2 separate regions of the Sus scrofa genome follow, and region 2 is linked to region 1. A link is a contact called in public Hi-C data. All regions are on one chromosome and are shown on one strand. The core of a region is the stretch at or near the end of the contact, and the rest is flanking DNA. Distances in the headings are between cores, read along the strand shown. Region 1 has its middle 25 kb from the start of SLC9A8. Region 2 overlaps B4GALT5 (beta-1,4-galactosyltransferase 5).

Region 1 (6,173 bases), core at 1,961-4,460:
AACAATGAAGAAGGTTTTGAGAAATCTCTTCTTTAAGGCAAAGATCCTACCCAACTGACTTTCAGGCCTCTGAGATAAAACGGACCTGGGTTAATTCCTGGTTCTGTGTTCTGCCTTGGGTGAACCTCCCTTCTTGGCGACTAAGTTTCCTCCTCCACGCAATGGGCATAGTTAAGAGGAATAAATGAGAACCATGGAAGTGGTAACACAGTGCCTGGAAAGTGTGTCTAATACATGAACTTTAGGTATTTTTCACTTTTAGTTATTTATTTGACCAGGTAATACGTCCAGAAAGTATAAAAGGGTAAAAAGTGAGTCTCCCCTCCTCCCTGTTCTTTCTACACTCCAGACGCAACCACAATTATAGGCTGCAAGATAGTTTCAAATTTATAGGAATGTTGCAAGAATAATTTAGAGAACTCTAGTACGCTCTTTAATCAGATTTACCAATTTTTAATATTTTGCAACTTTTAAAAATCTTCTCTTTCTTCATATGTATGTATTTATCCATTGCTAATATTATATATAAATACATATATATATATATACATACACACACACACACATATATATGTATATATTTTTTTAGGGCTGCACATGCAGCATATGGAAGTTCCCAGGCCAGGGGTCGAATTGGAACTGCAGCTGCTGGCCTACACCATAGCCACAGCAATGCAGAATCTGAGTCTTGTCTGTGACCTACACCACAACTCACGGCAATGCCGGATCCTTAACCCACTGAGCAAGGCCAGAGATCAAATCCGCATCCCTGTGGATACTAGTCAGTTTCATTACCACTGAGTCACAATGGGAACTCCTACTAATATTTATTTTTCAGAAACATCTGAGAATAGATTATATACATCATCCCCCATTTACCCCTTAATATTTCAGTATATTTTCCTAAGAACAGGATATTTTTTAATGTAACTTAGCTTGGTTACCGAATTCAGGAAATTTACCTTGATATAATACTTTAATCTGCCATCCACATTCTGATTTTGTCAACTGTTACAATAACATGCTTTACAACCTTTTTTTTTCTTTCAAGTACGGGATCCAGTTCAAGACCATGTTTTTAGCATTTAGTCGTTGTCTCTTTGCTTTAATTTGGAATGATTCCTTAGCTTTTCCCTGTCTTTTATGACATTAATGTTTTTGAAGAAAACAGATTAGTTATTGCATAGAAGGTTCCCCATTTGAGATCTGCCTGCTTATATCTGGGCCCTCTGCTGGAAACTGAAAGGCCAGGAGCTGAAATATCTGAAGGCTCATTCACTCATATATCTGGCAGTTGACACTGCCTGCTGGCTGGAGTTTAGCTGGGGCCATTAGTCAGAACACTGACAACAGGCCTCTCCATGTGCACTGAGCTTCCTTAGTGATGAAGGGAAGGCTAAGTATAAACGGAAGAAGTCCTGCTGCCTTTTATGATCCAGCCTTGAAGGTCATGCACGGCACATTCACTGCATTCTATTAGTTGAAGAAGGTACAATGTTCTGCCCAGGTTCAAGGACAAAGAACAGGGAGCCTACCTCCAGAAGAGACATATCAATGTCATCTCATTAGAAAAGCATTTGGGATGGGATATAAATGGTGTGACCTGGAAAATACAGTCTGCCCCAGTTTGTTTCATGCTATGCATCCCTGGCTGAAACATGACTTAAGTGATGTTGCATCTTTCTCAGGGCATCACGTTTGGACAGCCGTGATGTCATCCGCCTCTCCTTGGTGATGGAGATTTTGATTTCCTGGTGAAGGTATACCAGTTCTCCTCGAAACTTATAAGTAATCTACTAGGGGCCATGTGAAGACAATGGAATCGTTTGTTCCTCATAAATTTCTTCAGATTAGCATTCGTTAATGATTTTTGCCTGAATCAATTTATGATGATTTTAAAACATATATTTTTACTAACATAAGTAGATGCAGAGCTGCACCTGGGATTTTGGGGGGTTTTGTTTGTTTGTTTTTGTAAAAATGTGTGTTGGATTGCATTCCACCTTGACACAATCTTTTCCAAGGGTGGCTATTATTTTATTTTATTTATTTATTTTTGTCTTTTCTAGGGCCGCTTCCCGCGGCACATGGAAGTTCCCAGGCTAGGGGTCTAATCAGAGCTGTAGCCACCGGCCTACGCCACAGCCCCAGCAATGCAGGATCTGAGCCGCGTCTGTGACCTACACCACAGCTCATGGCAACGCCAGATCCTTAACCCACTGAGCAAAGCCAGGGGTTGAACCCACAACCTCACGGCTCCTAGTCGGATTCCTTAACCACTGTGCCACGACGGGAATTCCAAGTGGCTATTATTTTAATAATGAGGAGTCATTTTTATTTTAATGATGGTTGCTCCTGCTCAGCCTCCTATGCTGGTTTTCTCCTGTCTCTCTGACCTTGATTGTGTTGCATGTGCCCCACAGCTCAGTCCTCAGAAACCTTGTCCCATCTAGTCTCCTGCCTTGAGATACCGTCTAAGCACTAACATCCTTGAATGGATGTCTTTGGCCCAAGACCTCTGTCCTGAACTTCAGGATCAGATCTTCATCTGCCTCTTCCCCATCTCCACTTAGAGATCTAACAGCCATCTCAAAATGAACATGCCCAAAATCCAGCTCCGAACTTTCTCCCCACCCAAGGTGCTCTGTCTTCTTACCATCTTAGTTAATGTCTCCTTCAGCCTTCTATTTGCTCGAGCCAAAATCCTGAGCACCATCTTGGATTCCTTTCTATCTCTCACCCCTCACATCCAGTCATTAGCCATGGCTCAGCATCTCTGCGTAATTTTTCGTTCATCACCATCTAACATGCTGTATATTAATTTATTGGTTGTCTATCTCCTGCCACTATTAAGTCAGCTCCAGGAAGGCAGGGATCATGTCTGTTTTCCACACAGGGGCATCCCTAGTACCTAGCACAGTACCTGGTAGGTGCTCAATAAATATTTATTGCATGCAAGAATGAAACATCTTTGTACCAACCACAAACCTTGTCTAGAACTACATACATAGTGGGTGCCCCCCCCCAAGTGTTTGGATTAATGAAATAAAGAACGAGCACCTCCAATGCCACTTGTATGATCAATGCAATAAGGCCACCATTCCTGGTAACTTATTGACATTTCCCTGTCCAAACAAGTCTCTCCCACAGTCCAAGAGCTGATAACATGGGCAGTCAGGCTGGCTGGCACCAGACTGACCCGGATGTGGTAATCAGGCCACATCACAGGGGAAGGGGAACTTTGTGGCCAGAGGCTCCAGGGGTAGAGGCCAAGTTGAGCATTTAGAGGGGAAGCTGATGCCAGTAACTCGAGCCGAAACAGAAACTGTGGTGACTGGCCAGGAAGGATGCCTCCACCTGTGCCTCTTGCCCCCCGCAGCCGCTGCTGTCTTCTAAAAGACCACAAATATTTTTCGGAGGAAACTTTTCATTGAAGTGTAACATACATATAGAAAAGCACACACACAAGTGACAACTCAATAAAATTTCACAAAGGCACCACACTAGGATAACCAGCCCCCAGATCAAGGAACACTTCCAGGCCCCTAGAAGCCCCCTCCAGTCTCTGTTGCCACCAGCATGGTAACTATCACCCTGATTTCCAACCCTAATGATTATTTTTGCCTGTTGTCGAACTTTATTGCTGGCATAATACAGCATTAATTATTTCACGTTATGACTTCTTTGCAGATTATGTTTGCAGGAACAGGCTTTTGAAACTTGCCTCTTCTTCCACAAACTCTAAATAGGAAAGTGAACCTAGTAATAACTCACCTTGCTGCTGGTTTCAATATGTCAGCAATTCCTTGGAGCCTGAAGCCCATCCAGGAGGCTGGAATTGTTATTGCTCCCATTTCACAGATGAGGTGAATGAGGCACAGAGAGGTTAAATAGTTTGCCCACCTAGGAATTAAGAGTCTGCGTTTGAACCCAGGTCTGTCTGATCTATGAGCTCATGTTCTTATCTATCATACACATGTCTTATCAATAAAATGACCATTTATTGAGAACCCCCTTTGGGCTGGACATTGTGCTTGAGCTTTATGTTCATTGATTTTCCCAGCCCCTGCATGAGTCATATGTCTTTATCCCTGCTTGACAGATGATGAAAGCAGGATTCAGAGAGGTTAAGTAACTTATTCAGGGTCACACAGCCTAGAAAGGCATGAAAATAGAGACTTAAGCCCTATTGCACTGATTCCAAAGTTCAATGCAGGGTGATATCCACATCCAGTATTTACGTGCATCTTTCAAATATACCTACTGGTTTTTTCAAAGAAGAGACAACAATAGCAGTTATCTTTTGTAGAACCTCTCTGAAGCAGATGCTTTGGGCAAAGATTATGAATAATCCCTCTAATATCTGTTCCTGCCTCCTCTTTCCTAGTGAGAGAATGCCTGATTTTTAGCTGGACCCACAGCTTCCCACAGCTTTACCACATATCCCAGGCTTCTTTGAAGCGAGGTGGAAAAATGTGACTAAGTTACAGCCAATGGGAAGCTCCCCTCCTATATACCCCCTGGACCCACTTCTGGGTCCTTTTTATGTATATTTTATTTCAATTACAAAAACAATTTTTCCCTTAGTAAGCCAAGGTTACTTTGGGTCTCTAGTTTGTACTCTCATATACAGCACTTTATTATTCATAATCTTTATTTCTCCAATCAGCCTCAAGACGGGGGGGGGGGGGGCGGGTCTCTCCTTTATGGTTGAGGGACTGAGGCTCAGGGACAAAGGGATCTGCTCTAGATCAGCACCAGAGTCCACCCCCTGGGACAGCAAATCTTCTGTTCTTCCATTCTACCAGGATTGGCACACTGTGGCCTGATGGCCCTTGCAGCTGAAAACGGTTTTAACATTTTTAAAGGGCTGAAGCAAGGAGGAGGACAACGAGAGGAACAGGCAACAGAGACCTTAGGTGGCCTGCAAAGTCTAAAATATTTACTATTTCACCCTTTACAGAAAGAGCTTCCCAACCCCTAAAATTTTAAACTCTCAGTTTCTCTGCCTGGGAAATGGGGGTTCAGACATGTATTTAACAAACGCAGGAGGACATGTATTAGAGTCACACAGGTGATGGAGCGAGGAAAGAAGCTAGAGCAGGAGAACTCTAATGAGTGTGCATTGGATAAACCAACCCTGTTTATTGAGAGAGAGAGGCCACCAGCCTCTGGAGGAAAGATGCTGGGATAAGATAGGAAGTTAGTCTGCTGCTGTCTTAACTGAATAAGGTTGGGCAAGTCCCTTACCTCATCTGGTGTGCTCTTTCTCATCTACAGGGGGGAGTTACAAATGTCCTCTTGGCTTTACCTACTCAGGACCCAATTCCCCATCCCCTTGTAATAGCATCCCGATTTCCCCAAGCTCCTTCTTTACTCCCTGTCTACATAAGGCACATGGAACTAATTCTGTCCTTGGCTCCTGAGACCAAATGCCCTACAGCAGCCAATCAACACCTCATCCCTCTGCCCAGAGAGACTGGCTCAGGGATGGGCATGTGCCCCAAGTGGACCAATGAGTCAACCCTTGCGTTTCTGGTGGCATCATTGGCAAAGAATTATTTCCTTCCCGCTGTGCTAGACCCATCTGAAAGCCTGAAGCTTAAAGGCAGCCACTACTGAGAGCATTAGAGAGAGACTGAGGTCTGATAATTTACGAGCCCCTGAATTTAGCTGTACGTGGATGCCAGCACATCCCTGCACCTGTTATTCTCTGTGAGCCAATATGTTTTGGTTTTTCTGGCCTAAGTCACTGCAGCAGATGATGCTGATCCTCTGCCCGTACCCCCTGCGCAATCATCATGTTGACGCTTGGTGACCTGATGGCTTCCAATTCCCAGCCCTGTGCTTCCTGTCTGAGGGCTTGTCCCTCCCGTGCCCTGAGTACAGACCAACTGAGAATGCCTGGGGCGGGGTACCCTCCCCAGTGACCGACAGGAGTTTGTGGACAAATATTCGGACTCCCTTGCCCCTGAGGGGACAGATGTGACGTGTGTCCCACCTTATCTCCAGGAGACCCACAGTGGGCTTGAGCCTCAGGTGCCCAGAGTGAATACCTGCTCAGTAACTCACTTTCTATTGGCTTCTTTCCCTTCCTTGTCGAACTTGCCACCTCCCCTGTCAGTGCTTCGGAGAGTCAGCTCCCAAACAAACTACTTGCGCACAAATCCTTG
Region 2 (6,173 bases), core at 956-3,455, 110 kb before region 1:
AGTGTAAAATACACACCAGATTTCAAGGATTTAGTAAGAAAAAAATGAATGTAAAATATCTCTAACAAACACATGTTGAAATGGCATTATTTTGGATATACTGTGACAAATACAACTGTTAAAACTGTTTATTAATATAATAATGAATTGCACCTTTTTCCTTTCTAACCTTTTAAAATGTGGCAAAAAACACTGAAAATTACATACATGGCTTAATACACCATAATTGCTATTAGACGGTACTGGTCTGGAGAGTCTAAGAGCATTTATTAGACGGTGCTGGTCTGGAGAGTCTAAGAGCATTTATTAGACGGTGCTGGTCTGGAGAATCTAAGATAGCATCTCTGGAAGACAGCAGAAGGGGGTACCTGTTCCACAGGTCGTCATCTTCTCCACCCCAACCCCAGAAGGCATTAGGAAAGCCATTGATTTTCCGAAACTGTTCCACTGTTAAGCCGCTCACTCCGCCAAAGAACTCATTATAAGGAAGCCTAAAAAAGAGATGTATGGCATCAATCATTTGTGTCTTAAAGAGTGATTTCTTTTCCCTCCCAGAACAGGCCATTTCACTGAAGAACTAAGTCTTAAGTAAAACAAAACCCTCTGTGCTACAGTCCTGGGGCACTGGAAATTGTTTTCTGGGGCTGAGATGCATCAACCTGAGAAGCTAGCTAATTGAACGTTTTTCTAATTAATTTTACATAATAGCTGTATTGAGACAGAACTGACAAACCATATAATTCACCTTTTTAAAGTGTATGATCCAATGGTTCTTAGTATATTCATTAAGTTGTGCAACCATGGCCACAATTCATTTCATTTTTATTCATTTATGTTTTGGCCAGACCGACAGCATACATAAGGCCAAGGATCAAACCCAAGCCACAGCAGTGACAACGGTGAATCCTTAACTGGGCTACCAGGAAACTCTGATAATTAAGTTTAACTAATTTTATCACCCTCCCCCAAAGAAGCCTTGGGCCCCCCATTAGCAGTGACTCCTCATTTCCCCCATTCTTCTCAACCCTATGCAACCACTGTTCTCTTTTCTGTCTCTATTCATCTGCCTATTCTGGTCATTTCACATAAATGGAATCATATATCTGGCATTGTCACTGCAGCAGCTCGGGTCACTGCTGTGGCATGGGCATCTCAATCCCTGGCTGGAACTTCAGCATGTGGCAGGTGCGGCAAAAACAACAAACCAAAAAACGGAGCCATACAGTACTCAGTCTAGCTTCTTTCACGGAGCGTAATGTTTTCTAGGGTCATCCATGTCCTCCCATATATCAGTGCGGCCTTCCCTTTTACTGCCAAATAGCATTCCCTTGTGCGCATGGATGTACCACATTTCATCTATCCTTTCTGCAGCTGACGGACATTCGGGTCGGAGCTAACTGGATTTTGCCATCTTTGCATCTCTCAACCACTGTTTTAGATTTAACCTCTTTAATTAGGAGGAAATGATACTCACAGATACATATACTTATCCAGTTTAGTTGCAAAGTGCCTTGGCATCTGTCCACATCCATAATAGTTACGATCGTTTTCTGGTATATGATCCACATCGTGAAAAACAAGACAGTCCCAGTCCAAGTCCTTCATTGCTTCTTGAAAACCCACATTAAAAAGCATGGCTCGATTAAAGGGTTGGGTGCCAACCTAAAAGAAGAACTTTATTTTTAAAAGGACTCTTGAAGCGCGATCTTGGCTGCCTCAGCCCCGCCTGAAGGAGAGCTTATTGAGAGACCTCTGCCAGAAGGGAGGTGGGTCCAGCCGCTCTCATCACTGACTTACAGTCACTTGACCTCTGGCCTCAACTTCCTCAGAAATAAAAAGGAGTGATAAGGATAAACTCAAGCTCCTCTCTCTCAAGGCTGTGTAAAGGCAGCCAGCCAGCCACATAACAGCATTCAGGAGAGTACCCAGCCCCAGAGGGAAGGAAGAACAACACTGCCATTTTTACCTGTGGCTCCTTATCTTAACTTGAGGGGAATTTCCTGGGTCTGGAGCCTAAAGACACCACCCAAAGCAGCTCCAGTAAAACCAGCACACAAGTGGCCTTTGTTCAAGGGTAAACAAAGTTCCATCCTGCACTCAGATCTGCTGGTATTGAGCAACATCTCAAACCAGGAGCACAGAACTGCTCTCTGGCGCCCTTCCTACCGCTGGGTGACTCAATCATTAGATTTCAGTTTTACTGGCTCTTTACACCGAGGACGGACTGGCTTGAAGCACTCTAAACTGCTGTCTCAGAAGAGAAAGAAGAGAGAAGGAAGGACCACTCACTTGCTCCACCACATAAAATGCAAACTGCAGGCGCTGGCGCTGGAGCATGGGAATCAGGTGTCGGAGCAGGACCGGGAGGTGCTCGTGGCGGTTCCGGAAGGGGATAAGGATTGCCACCTGCCGTGGGTCACAGCAAAAGAGGACACCTGTTAGTCCCCTCAACGGAGTGCCGTGGGAGGAGGGCACTCCTGCAGAATTGGGGACCAGCCTTTTCCTTAACTTCTCTACATGAAGACTTGTGCTGGCAAGTCGACCCTTGGAAGTAAGTGAATCTCGCTTTTACAGGCACCATAACATGCACACGGTGGGGCTGTGAATGAATCCGAGACCAGAACCCACATTTACACTCACTGTGACCCAGCACACAAATACATACCATATCCACAGACAGACGTATATTTATACATAAATGCTGGTCATTAAATTGATTTTACATTCTGGTGATGGGCTGGAAACACCGACCTGTCCCAGACATGCTTTGATCATTGCTGCACCACAACTTCTCACAGGGCTGGCACAGACCAAGTACTTCAATAAAGACTCGCTGAAAAGAAGGGACTTCGGCTGGTGTCACAGGCTTGATCGAGCCACACTCCTGACGTCTCCTGACGACAGTCACACAGGGCGAAACTAAACAGTTCTCAGTGTCGGGCTGGACAACTCGGCTTTTTATTCCACTAAACTCACAGCAGGATTGCCAAATAAGGCATGAAGTACCGAATTTGTGGGGCAGCTTCTGCAATTGCCTCATAGGAGACCTACCACTGCCAACTCCCCCACTCAGCCAATATCTCTGTGAGGAAGATAAGGGTCCGGCTGGGTCACCAGAACAAAGACTTTCTGTGGCTACACAAGAGCCCTTAGGGAAACCCATTCCTCCAATATGTTCCCGACAGATGCAACAATTTTGCATTAAGTAGCAAGGACGGTGCAAATTACAAAATGTCAGTGTGAAACCCTTGGGGATTCCAAAGACACCAAGTCCCAGGTAGGCTTCCCAGTACCTGCGGTCTGACCTCACCCCTACCTTCCACCGAGGCACGCAATCCGATGGCTTCCAGTGACCTCCAAGCTTGATGGCTGGGTCTTTAGAGAAGAGTTCATGGATGGTATCCATTCCAATTTCACTCATGTTTATGTCTATTGGGCCCTCTGCACAGAAAGGGGGAGGAAAATGATAATTAAGAGGCCTGAAAACAGTAGATTCTTGTTCCTACGTTCGGGGTTTTAATCTCTGCAGCGGTTCAGTGCTTTTTCAGCAGGTTGTGTTTCCAAAAGGGCTGGGGATCCTTTCCTCTGCTTTCCACTCAGTGCACTTCAGCTCATCAAGACTACTGGGGAAAACGGCAAATCAAGACATTAAGACTTCAGAGTTCTGCTTTCTGCCCAGGGTGTAGAAAGAAATTAAGGCTAAGTACAACAGCAGTTGAACTTCTCAAGAAGGAAGGAGAAAAGGGGTCAAGCTTCCTCTGTGTGCATTCTCTGTGTGCTCCCAAGGTGGGTAGAGACACAACGCCCAACTGACTGATCAGTGACCCTGACTAGTCATGTCCAAACTCAGAACACTCATCATCTGAGTCAGGTCAAGAAGACAACTGTCCAAGAAGCCCCAGAGCACAGAAAAGGTATAATGATACCTTGCCATTGCTTTAGATTCCACATGAGATTCCAAGAAGGGAAGGAAGAGGGAAGGGGAAGGGAAGAGAAAGAAAAGATCCAAGAATTTTTAATTTTTTTTTTTTGGCCACACTCACGGCATGTGGAAGTTCCCGGGCCAGGGACTAAACCCGCACCACAGCAGTAATTAGAGCCACTGCAGTGGCAACACCAGATCCTTAACTCACTGCTCCACAAGAGAACTCCCAAGAATTTTTAAAACCAGCACATGGTTAAGAAAATTACTTTCTGGGAGTTCCTGTTGTGGCTCAGTGGTTAATGAACTAGACTAGGATCCATGAGGATGTGGGTTTGATCCCTGGCCTCCCTCAGTGGGTTAAGGATCTGGCATTGTGGTGGCTGTGGCTTAGGCTGGCAGCTGCAGCTCCAAGTCAACACCTAGCCTGGGAACTTCCATATGCTTTGGGTGAGGCCCTAAAAAGCAAAAAAAAAAAAAAAAAAAAAAAAAAAAAAAGAAAGAAAGAAAACTTCTTTCATGTCAAACAAGTTACTGTCGGTGTGAGATTTATACTAAAAGACAAGGCTTGTTTGCCTACACTTTCCCGAGGACATTTTAACAGACCCCAAGTTGCAAAAGACGGCAAAGAGTGAAAAAATGGTAGAAAATGATGCCAAGAGCCCAGGAAACCTTGCAGAAAGACCAACGAAGAGCCAGGACACAGGTGACTTTCACGGTTCCCGTTGCCAATGGCCAAGAGGTGTCTGTAATCTCTATGTAAGTAGACACAGTGAGAGACCAAGAACGCCCTCCTTTTTATTTTAATCAAATGAAAGGACATCTGTTTTAAATACAGAGAAGATAAGCAAGAGCTCTACTCACTCATGGAAGGGAGCCTTTCGGGGCAGGTGTGGTTTGCAAAGTAGGTGAAGTCTTCAGGAAGAAAAGTTGTGGTTTGTAGGAAGGTTTCGCTGTGGTTCAAGTCAAGAGGATAGTCTAGAGAAGGAAAAAAAGCAGCTCAGATGGGTCAAGTCATCACTTCTGCAATTCTTCAATGCCTACCGAAGAAGCATTTTTCTTTTTCTTCTTCTTCTTTTTTTTTTTTTTTTTTGCTTTTTAGGGCTGAACCTGCGGAAGTTCCCAGGCTAGGGACTGAATTGGAGGTGTAGCTGCCGGCCTACGCCTCAGCCACAGCAACGTGGGATCTGAGCCGCCTCTGCGACCTACACTACAGCTCAAGGCAATGCCAGATCCTTAACCCACTGAGCAAGGCCAGGGATCGAAAGCCGCATCCTCATGGATACCAGTCAGATTTGTTTCCGATGCGCCACGTCAGGAACTCCCTATTCTTAATTTTATTACAGCTTCACAGGCACTCAGTTTACAGTCAAATAACCCTACAACGCAATTAAAAAACAGAAACAAAAACAGCACTGATTCTCCCATGTCTTTCTCTACAGGAATTGTCCTCACTTCTTTCAGCCGACTACCGTAGTATTTACCTCCATCGGCCTGTACAGCCAATCTTCGTTTGTGCTGGGTGGGGGGGCCTGTACCCACCACATATGAAAGTTCCTGGGCCAGGGACTGAATCCACGCCACAGCTACAGAAATGCTGAATCTTTAACCCACTGTGACACGGCAGGAACTCCGTGATGTTTCTTTCAGTTTTAGGTCTGTCAGCTTCTCACTACGGGGGATGAAGATTTCAATCCCTTTCTTCCCCAGCTGCACCACACACACCCCCTTTCCATTCTCCAGCCTTCCTATTACCATCAATCTTCGGTATTTAAATTACGATGATTCAATACTCTCCGCAGCTGAGAAATGTGTAAAGTTATGATTCCTCTTCCTTTCCCGAATAAATTTTTCTCCCTTGGAAGGGCTGTCCTGTTTATCTATTTGCTTAGTTTGACGTGGAAGGATGACAATATCCCTTTGCTGCGTCCTCATTTCCCTGAAGACGCAGACATCAGGTCCCTCAACTGCATCTTCCTGAGGAAGGTCCATGCCTCCAGACCCACCCCAATTTGGACGGGCTTTCCCGGGAGTCTGACGTGCACATGCTATTCTCTGATCTTCCTTCCTCGGTGTCCTGGAGAGTCCCTTCACCTCCCTACAGTACTGAACCTCATTTTTCCCCACGTTCAATTTCTCTCCCTTTCTCACTTGGTACAGCACATTCTTCCAGGAGCTTCCTAAGAAAGGGGAATGGGAAGTGATTTGGAAACCCTGTGCATCTGACTATTTTTATTCTTCCTCACTGGAT

What was found. Hi-C and Micro-C count contacts between places; a contact is called where the count stands out from the background.
Region 2: a contact with region 1 is called in a Hi-C map of liver, with 1.7 times the contacts expected there. The contact joins two enhancer-like sites. A contact is called at or near these places in 2 of 47 Hi-C or Micro-C datasets (both in liver) and 2 of 2 datasets of contacts at active chromatin or transcription factors (alveolar macrophages and skeletal muscle).

The regions. Positions count from the first base shown.
Region 1 is chr17:51,373,456-51,379,628 of Sscrofa11.1, forward strand. No RefSeq gene overlaps it. Among named protein-coding and RNA genes, the nearest start is that of SLC9A8, 25 kb to the right of the region's middle. Within about 2 kb of position 3,211, at least 13 of the 83 cell types and tissues checked have an H3K27ac peak or open chromatin away from gene starts, as enhancers often do. A contact at or near this core is called in alveolar macrophages and liver, where this site is marked.
Region 2 is chr17:51,264,841-51,271,013 of Sscrofa11.1, forward strand. B4GALT5 (beta-1,4-galactosyltransferase 5) reads right to left here. Exons shown (of 9, transcript XR_002340099.1): 3 at 4,787-4,900; 4 at 2,752-3,441; 5 at 2,290-2,406; 6 at 1,475-1,662; 7 at 369-491. Among named protein-coding and RNA genes, the nearest start is that of B4GALT5, 67 kb to the right of the region's middle. Within about 2 kb of position 2,206, at least 24 of the 83 cell types and tissues checked have an H3K27ac peak or open chromatin away from gene starts, as enhancers often do. A contact at or near this core is called in alveolar macrophages and liver, where this site is marked.